Regions from separate parts of the Callithrix jacchus genome. Here region 2 is linked to region 1. The links are chromatin contacts, called in public Hi-C maps. All regions are on one chromosome and are shown on one strand. Each heading gives the region's core, a stretch centred on a gene start, on an enhancer-like site or on the middle of the called end of the contact. The rest is flanking DNA. Distances are from core to core; before and after follow the strand shown. Region 1 overlaps RAPGEF1 (Rap guanine nucleotide exchange factor 1). Region 2 holds the start of RAPGEF1 (Rap guanine nucleotide exchange factor 1).

What was found. Hi-C and Micro-C count contacts between places; a contact is called where the count stands out from the background.
Region 2: a contact with region 1 is called in a Hi-C map of induced pluripotent stem cells, with 3 times the contacts expected there. The contact joins the promoter of RAPGEF1 here to the enhancer-like site in region 1. A contact is called at or near these places in 2 of 3 Hi-C or Micro-C datasets (induced pluripotent stem cells and skeletal muscle).

What each region holds. Positions count from the first base shown.
Region 1 is chr1:180,218,426-180,222,452 of calJac240_pri, forward strand. RAPGEF1 (Rap guanine nucleotide exchange factor 1) reads right to left here. Exons shown (of 23, transcript XM_035260974.3): 6 at 3,494-3,646; 7 at 2,951-3,074; 8 at 2,324-2,507; 9 at 146-646. Among named protein-coding and RNA genes, the nearest start is that of PRRT1B, 69 kb to the left of the region's middle. Within about 2 kb of position 2,261, at least 2 of the 16 cell types and tissues checked have an H3K27ac peak or open chromatin away from gene starts, as enhancers often do.
Region 2 is chr1:180,321,925-180,325,951 of calJac240_pri, forward strand. It overlaps RAPGEF1 (Rap guanine nucleotide exchange factor 1), which reads right to left and starts at 2,155. Exons shown (of 23, transcript XM_035260974.3): 1 at 1,954-2,155. The coding sequence starts at 2,014.

The DNA.
Region 1 (4,027 bases), core at 1,011-3,510:
CCAGAAGTGTCTACGTACCTGGTTGGCCTATGTTTTATGAAATAATGAGGCCACTGGTTTGATTTTGGTCTAATGCTGAAATCAAACATGCTGCCATTTCAGGCTATAAAACACACTTCCCGACAATGGTGCAACAAAAGCTTACTGTGTTTGTTTTTCTTCTCTGGTAGAGGAGGTGGTTTTTCTGGATCACCCGTTGATTCAGGAGCAGTAAAATCACCCACAAATTCTACAGGGGCTGAGGAACCTCCATGCTGAAAGGGGAGAATAGCAGCGAAGGGCGCGTAGGTGACGGGCTGGACTGGGGCTGTGCTCTGCAGGTCCTCCCCAGAGATATTGTCGTACTGCGAGGGATGCCGCTCGAAAGACACCCTGCAGCCAGAGCTGTCCGTTGTCTGGGAGGCTGCGCTCCTGCGCTTCTTCTCGGGGAGAGCAGGCGGCGTGTCTGTCTGCTGCCCTGGGGCCAGTGTTCCGTCTGGCTGGGGATGGCTGCCAAGAGGCAGCTGGAAAGGATGGCCAAGAAATGGAGACCCAGACTCCCCCAAGGACTCTGGCAACGGGCTAAGGCTCCAGGCCGTCTGTTGAGGTATCTGGTCTGCGTTAGAGAGGTCTTGCTGGAGGAATTCATAGTCGGGATCATAGTGGTCTGCAGTCACAACAGGAAAAAAAAGACCTGTTAGCCACAGGCCCTGCAGGAGCAGCCAGGTGCACCCACCTCTCCCTGTCTGGCTCATGGGTGTGTGACAAAGACCTGTCTCCAGGGTTTAATATTTACATGTTATATTCTTCATTCTTCTCCCTGATTATAAAAGCAAACCAGATGGGAATATGGCTGTTCTGCTATACTTTTCTGTATTTTTTACTTAAAAAAAAAAGAAAAATACACAACCATTACAGAAGCCGTGGCAAATTACATCAGGAAAATAAAAATCACTCACAATCCTGTATTCTTAACAGTACTTTCTATTTCCCCCCCACTTTTTTTTTGAGACAGAGTCTCGCTGTCGCCAAGGCTGGACTGCAGTGCTGCAATCTCGGCTCACTGCAACCTTGGCTTACTACAGCCTCTGCCTCCAGGGTTCAAGCAATTCTCCTGCCTCAGGCCTCCCAAATAGCTGAGATTACAGCCATGAGCCACTATGCCGGGCCTCTATTACATTTTGATGTATTTCCTTAAATGCCCTTTTTGCCTCTGGGATTCCTTTTTAAAAAAGCCAAACTGAGGGCCAGGTGTGGTGGTTCACACCTGTTATTCCAGCACTTTGCAAGGCGGAAGCAGGCTGATCACTTGAGGCCAGGAGTTTGAGACCAGCCTGGCCAATGTGGCGAAACCCTGCCTCTACTAAAAATACAAAAACTGGTTGGGTGCAGTGGCTCACGCCTACAATCCCAGCACTTTGGGAGGCTGAGGCAAGCAGATCACCTGAGGTCAGGTGTTTGAGACCAGCCTGGCCAACATGGTAAAACCCCCACCTCTACTTAAAAAAAAAAAAAAAAAAAAAAAAAAAAAATTAGCCAGATATGGTAGCGCATGCTTGTAATCCCAGCTACTTGCCGGGGGGTAAGGCAGGAGAATCAACTCAGGAGGTGGAGGTTGCAGTGAGCCTAGATTGCTTCACTGTACTTCAGCCTCGGTGATACAGTGAGACTCTGTCTCAAAAAAAAAAAAAAAAAAAAAAAGAGAAACAATTGAGAATACTATGTAAATGGTCTCGTACATATTCTAGTTAACAATATGAGTGATTTTTAATAGCTACAGATTATTCCAGCAAATGAGTGTACCACAATTCATGTGATTTCCTACCAGTGAAATCTTGCTATTAATCTCTGATTATGCTCCTAGGATACATTCTCAGAAGTGAAAATATCTAGTTCACAGGATACAAATAGCTTCCTGCTCTCTAAACCCCCTGCCCAGCAGGCATTCAGCACCGAAACCAGACGGCTGGCTCGTGAAGCTTCCTCATCTTCAGCCTCTGTCAAGTGTTGTCAGGCCCCCCACCCCTTTGTTTAAAGCTCTTGACACAAATGGCTATTAATTTTGGTAAAGAGAGTCAAATTACACACCAACAGATGAACTGTAACAACAGTTACCGCTTGAATATCCAGGCTGTGGTTTTACATTGTAATTTCATTTATAGTGTCTCCTTGGGAGGCAGGTACTGTTACCCTCGTTTTGCAGATGAGGAAGCTGAGGCTCAGATTTTAAATGAGTTGGCCAAAGTCACACAATCAATGATCGCATGACCTGGGACTCCCACCCAGGGCTGCATAGCCCCAAAGAAGCCACGGAGAAGGATGGAACAGGACACTGGCAGCTCACCTAGTGTTTCACAGCTTGTGTTCCGGGAGCACTGCCCACTGTCCCTGTCCAGAGAGGAAAGCTGCTCATCTGACTTGCTGAGCTTGCCTATGCTGCTGCAGGGTGACAGGCGGGGCGACTCTCCACCGTATGAGTGGCTGCCTCCTGACAGTCGTCTCTGTGCGTAACAGTCAACGTCGAAATCCTCAAGTGGAAAAAGAGAAGCAAAACCAAGTCACTTTTGAGAACCAGTGGCAGAGATCAGGGGTGAGGCAACCGGTGCATTTCCTTAGAGGAGGAAATACTGCCAGGCCAGCTCAGAAACCACCTCTGACGTCAGCAAGCAAAGGACACATACAGTTGAGAAGCAGCCATCTGGAGTTTGTCGGGGGTCTGGGGCTGGGGTCAGCTGCGGCCCAGCTGTCCCCAGGAGATGCCTTTGCCTCTGGCCTCCCTGCCCTGACCCTCATACCCATATGGGAACTCTGACCATGTCCGGGAGAGAGAATGATGAGTATAAGGTCTCACCCCCGATGTGACAAACACCAGCCTGAAGACCATGGGTTTCTTTCAGCTTCAGGAGCCAAATCTCTGAACATCCCCACCCCCTCCCCTGCTTTCCCATGCAGGGAACAGGGGCTGCATTACCTGCCTATTGATTCCAACAGGCAAACTGGAGCCACTGGTGGCTCGGCTCATGGGGGCCACCACAGCCACTCGGGTAGGGGACGGCGCCGACTGTCTTTTCTTGGGTGGCAACGCTGGTGGAGGACTGAAACAGACCAAAACGTCCAGGCAGACCAAACCACACTCACCAAAGAGATAGTGGGGTACAGGATGTGGGGTTCTTTCATTACTAGATTCTCCACATCCAATATTCACACTTCAACTCTTGTCTACTCCCCTCCACCAAAATAAAACCTGTAAATACCAAATGAACCAAAAAGAAAAACCCTTTCTTTTCCTTTCACAATAAATCATACCAGGTGTCTCTGGGTTGAGGCCAAAAGGAAGGCTTCAGGAGAGCTCAGTGTGGCCAGAGAGGGCCAGGCGAGGTGGAGACATCTCTGGAGTCAGCCTCCCAAGGAGGGCCAAGCCCCCAGCGCTAAGGAGCAATGGCCCGAGCCCTACCTTCCTCCCTTTCTTGCTCAATATGCCATGGAGGTGCTGGACAAACAGGAAGGTAATTACCTATTATCAACCACCCGAATGCCAGGCAGAGGGGGCTTGGGGGGCGCGACCTCTTCATCCGCGGCGTCTAGGAGGAGCTCGGTTGACTGCGACATCCCGGTTGTCTTGTTTAGGATCTCTACCTCTCGGTCTGTCAGGGGGAGCTCTGCCGGGCTGGAGAATTGGGAAGAACTCAGGGTTATGAAAGGTCAAAGACGGGACAGAGCATACACGGGCCCCTAGAGGGTGAGGATGTGACCAGGGAGAACACAATGGGTGAGGTGGGGCTGAGGAGCAGGCTCTCTGAATACAGAGCCCTGGGGTTCTGGTTTGGTTGCTAATGAGCTACTGGAGCTTGGCTGTGCCCCCAATTTTGCACTCAGTTTCCTCATCTAAAGATGATCTAAGGACTCTCTAAAATGCTCGAGGCCAGGAGTGGTGGCTCACACCTGTAATCCCAGCACTTTGGGAGGCCAAGGAGGGCAGACCACTTGAGGTCAGGAGGTTGAGACCAGCGTGGCCAATATGGTGAAGCCATGTCTCTACTAAAAATAC
Region 2 (4,027 bases), core at 905-3,404, 100 kb after region 1:
GGGTAGCCTAGGAACTGTGCTAGGCCAGACAAGCTTCTCCGGGAGCAGGCCCTTGCATCCACAACCCCTAGCAGAAGGCGGTGGCCGGAGAAGGCCCAAGGACAACCTACACTGAAATGAATTGGCCTCAGGTCTTTCTCCCAACAGCAGAGAACTCAAATCAAGAGTTGTTTCACTCCCAGCAGTTTGGGCTGTGGAAAGCAGCTCACGGGATGACAGATAACTTTTTCCTTTTTTAAAAAACAGAATTTGCTTCTGTTTTAAGTAGTGATGAGGTCTCGCCATTTTGCCCAGGCTTGTTTCAAACTCCTGGGCTCAAGTGATCCTCCTGCTTCAGCCTCCCAAAATGCGGGGATCACAGGCGTGAGCCACTGTTTCGGGCTCACAGATGATATTTCAATCCAGTTCATTTTACTTTTCCATGATTTCCAAGTTTTAACAATGAACGTCGAATATTCTTATAATCAAAGAGCCCAGTGCAACTGGATAAAATAAATTATCCAAGTTTCCCAACAGTACATTCTGATAAGACACTACAAGAAGTTCCTGAGAAATGCTGCACGGATGAACCCAAGATATTTCTGGAGCAGCAGGTGTACAGGATGGCAACTCATGGTCAGTGGGCAAAGCGGCAGGCGCTCCAGATCAGTGAGAAAAATACCCAAGAAATGGCACCTGCACCCAACCGTCCTGCCCCTGAGAAAAGCACCCCGGCTTCTGGTCAGAGGGCCCAGGAATCAATACCCCACCTGCTACCCTCTTGCTGGCTGGACAGTTGGAATTCACTGAACCTCTGTGAGCCTGTAAAACTGGGACCATATTCTTTCCCACAGACAAGCTTCAAAAATTTAAGAAGCAATGCATTTTAGGTAATAAGAGTCAGATATACAGTAAACCCTCAACAACGCCTACAAATATGTCCTTCTGTGCTTCAACCACAGCCTGCAAATGTCACATTGCCTCGTGGGTACGCTGCAAGGGTGCAGCCCACAGAAATATCCCATACTCAACCCGGGAAACATAAGCAACTTCCACAATCAAAGCCACAGACCTCCCTGGCAGCACTCTAAAAATCTACTTTCCCTAATTCAGCCGTAAAGCTAACCTGGTACCTGGGTTATGACCACAGGCCATGCCCCCAGTAAAGGACCCCCGGAACACCCACCCACCTCACCTTACACCCAAGGATTCGCATCTGGACTCCAAAGGTGCCGCAGGCTAATGAAGCCCGGGGTCTCATATGCAGGACAGTCATTGAATCTTTGGAGACTCTATTCCCAGGACAGGCAAACCCAGCGACTCGGAAGGCAACTCCCCGAGATTTCTAGGAACACACAAAGAGATAAGGTCTGCATCAAGATTTATCATCTACTCACACCCACCGGCCCCCCCACCTGCCCTCCTTGCCCGTCTGAGCTTGATCAGAGTCGGGGGGAAACTTGACTGCGTCCTCGAAACGCCCCCACATATCCAGCCTGCTTCCTTTGAAGCAACCGAAGTGGACGCTTCTGGTTAAATTTAAACTCCAGGCTCATTAGAAATGACACATTTTACAGCTCAGGGCGGCTCACCTTCCGAGTGCGGAGCCCAGGCCGGGCACGGATCTCCGCAGCCGCCGCAGCACGCGGCCCGGGCGGTTCTTCCCCTGCCCGGGGCTCGAGCCATTTTCGGAAGTTCCCGGGGACCGCGAAGCGGCTCGTGCGCCCGACCCCGGGTCACAGGGCCCCGCCCGGCCCGGCCCCCGGTGCCCACGCAGCGGCCGCTTCCCCCGCGCTCGGCCGGGAATGGGCCTGGAGGAGAAGCTGCCAGGCGCCCCGGCGAGGCCTCGGTGGCCTCACCCCGCCCCGGCGCACGCAGGGCCGCGCATCCCGGGGGACTCGCGCTCGGCCGGTGATCGGCGGAGCCCGCGGGCCCGGCGGGGCCGGAGGGAGCCGCCCCGCGCCCGCTCCTCACCTGCTTTCTCGATCTTGCCGGACATTTCCGGGCTGCGCCGGAGGCCGAGGCCGCCGCTCATCGGGCCCGGGCCGGGCCCGCCGCGGGGCGACAGGGGCGGCGCGCCCGCCGCTCGCCTCGGCCCTGGCTCGCCACGCCTCAGACCCGCGCCGGCATGGCGGGCTCCGCGCGGCCGCGGCCCTGCGCTCGGCGACCGCGCTCCAGCCCGCCCGGGCCCAGCCGCTCCCGCCGCGCCCGCCGCCGCCGCTCCGCCTCCCGCGCGCCAGCCGCCGTTCTCCTGGCTCGCGAGCCGGCTGCAGCACCGCGCCGCCGCCCGCCCGCCGGGCCTCGGCCGCGGCCACGGCCCACAGCGCCACCTGCCGGGCTCCCGCCGCGCCGCCACAGCGCCCCCTGTCTGCCCGGAGCCGCCCGAGCCTCGCGCGCGAGGCGCGAGACGCAGCGCCCCCTGCCGATCTGGAGTCCCGACGCCCGGGCCTGGGGCTGACTCCACCCGGGATTCCGGATTCCTCTGCTGTGGGACCAGAGTCACCAGGTCCAGGCCTGGGACTTGACAGCTCCAACCCAGGATCCTCCGTTGCCCAGAGCCTGGCCTGTCCCCTCACCCGAGACACAGAGACCCTGCGGGGCCAGATTTTCCACCCCAAGACGTGGAATGGATGTCTACCCCATCCTCCCATCATCCCGGGCCCAGCATCCCCTGTGGGCCAGAGGCTCCACGCCAAGGAACTCACCCTCACCAGCACTCAACAAGCTCTACTGACTGGGAGCCTGTCCTGACCCTCCCCCCAAACCAGCAGCACCCCTGCTTTTTTTTCCCTGATGGGATTGGGCCCTGGTCACTGGCATGGGGTTGGGGTGGGGAAGTGGGGAATGGATCCTCCGCCTTGGCATGGACCCTGGGCCCGCAGAGGGCTTTGATGCCAGAGTGGAGTCATTACCCAGCCTGGAGTCTGGGCTGGCAGGAGGTGCTATGAGGCCACTCCCAGGCCCTGGTGTTAAGAAGGGGTGCGGGCTGGGCACGGTGGCTCATGCTTGTAATCCTAGCACTTTGGGAGGTTGAGGCCCATGAGGTGAAGAGATCAAGTCCATCCTGGCCAACATGGTGAAACCCTGTCTCTACTAAAAATACAAAAATTAGCTGGGCATGGTGGCACGTGCCCATAGTCCCAGTTGCTCGGGAGGCCAAATTCATTTCCCTCTTCCAGCTGATGAATGGATGCTCTGAGCAAGGGTGGACCTGTTGCCCTCTTGGCAGCTGCATCACTAGGCAAAACTGGCCCCTGGCCCGAGGCCCAACTCCGAAACACTTTCAGTGCTGCCTCCAATCCTTCTAGGCTTCTGAGCTGAGAAAAGTCAGTATTTTAAGTCCAAAATCCTGGGTGAAAAGTAGAAAATTAGACTGCATGAATACTAAGTGCAGTCAGGGGTTTGTGAGACCAAAGTCAAATATATTTAATAAATTATGACATATCCAATGACAAGAGATTTGCAAACAATAAAGTACTTTGCAAATGGACATTATGGTAAATCGGAGTCACAGATCTTATTTAATAAAGGCTATTCATGAAAGATGTTTATAGCTATAGTAGAATACACACAAAGTAATGAAGCAAATGGATTCCAAAAGCCCAGTTCTTGACAACTTGGAGCCTTCTCATAAGCTGCTCCCACTGTCTTAAGAATGTTCTCTCCCCTCCTCTCCACCTGACTGGTCCCAGTCATCTTTCGCTTCTCAGTTTCACTGTCACTTCTATGGAGAATCCTTCCCTGACATGCCCCAGCAGGACCAGCTTCCTGTACTGGTTAGGATGCTTGATTGCACTGTCAGAAACCTAGCCCTGCTTGGTTAGAGCAAGAAAGGAATTTTTGGAAGATCATAATTAGTAAACCAGGTATACAGCGAGGTCCAAATGCAGCTAACCCCAGGCTCTGGAATAAGCCCATTGGTCTTCTGTGTTGGCTGTATCCTCAGGCCATCTCTCTCTACAAGGTGGCAAAGGGTGAAGCTGGGCACCAGCACTCCTGGGCCTGTCACCTGCCTGCTTAACAACCGCAATGGACAAAGAGGATCTCT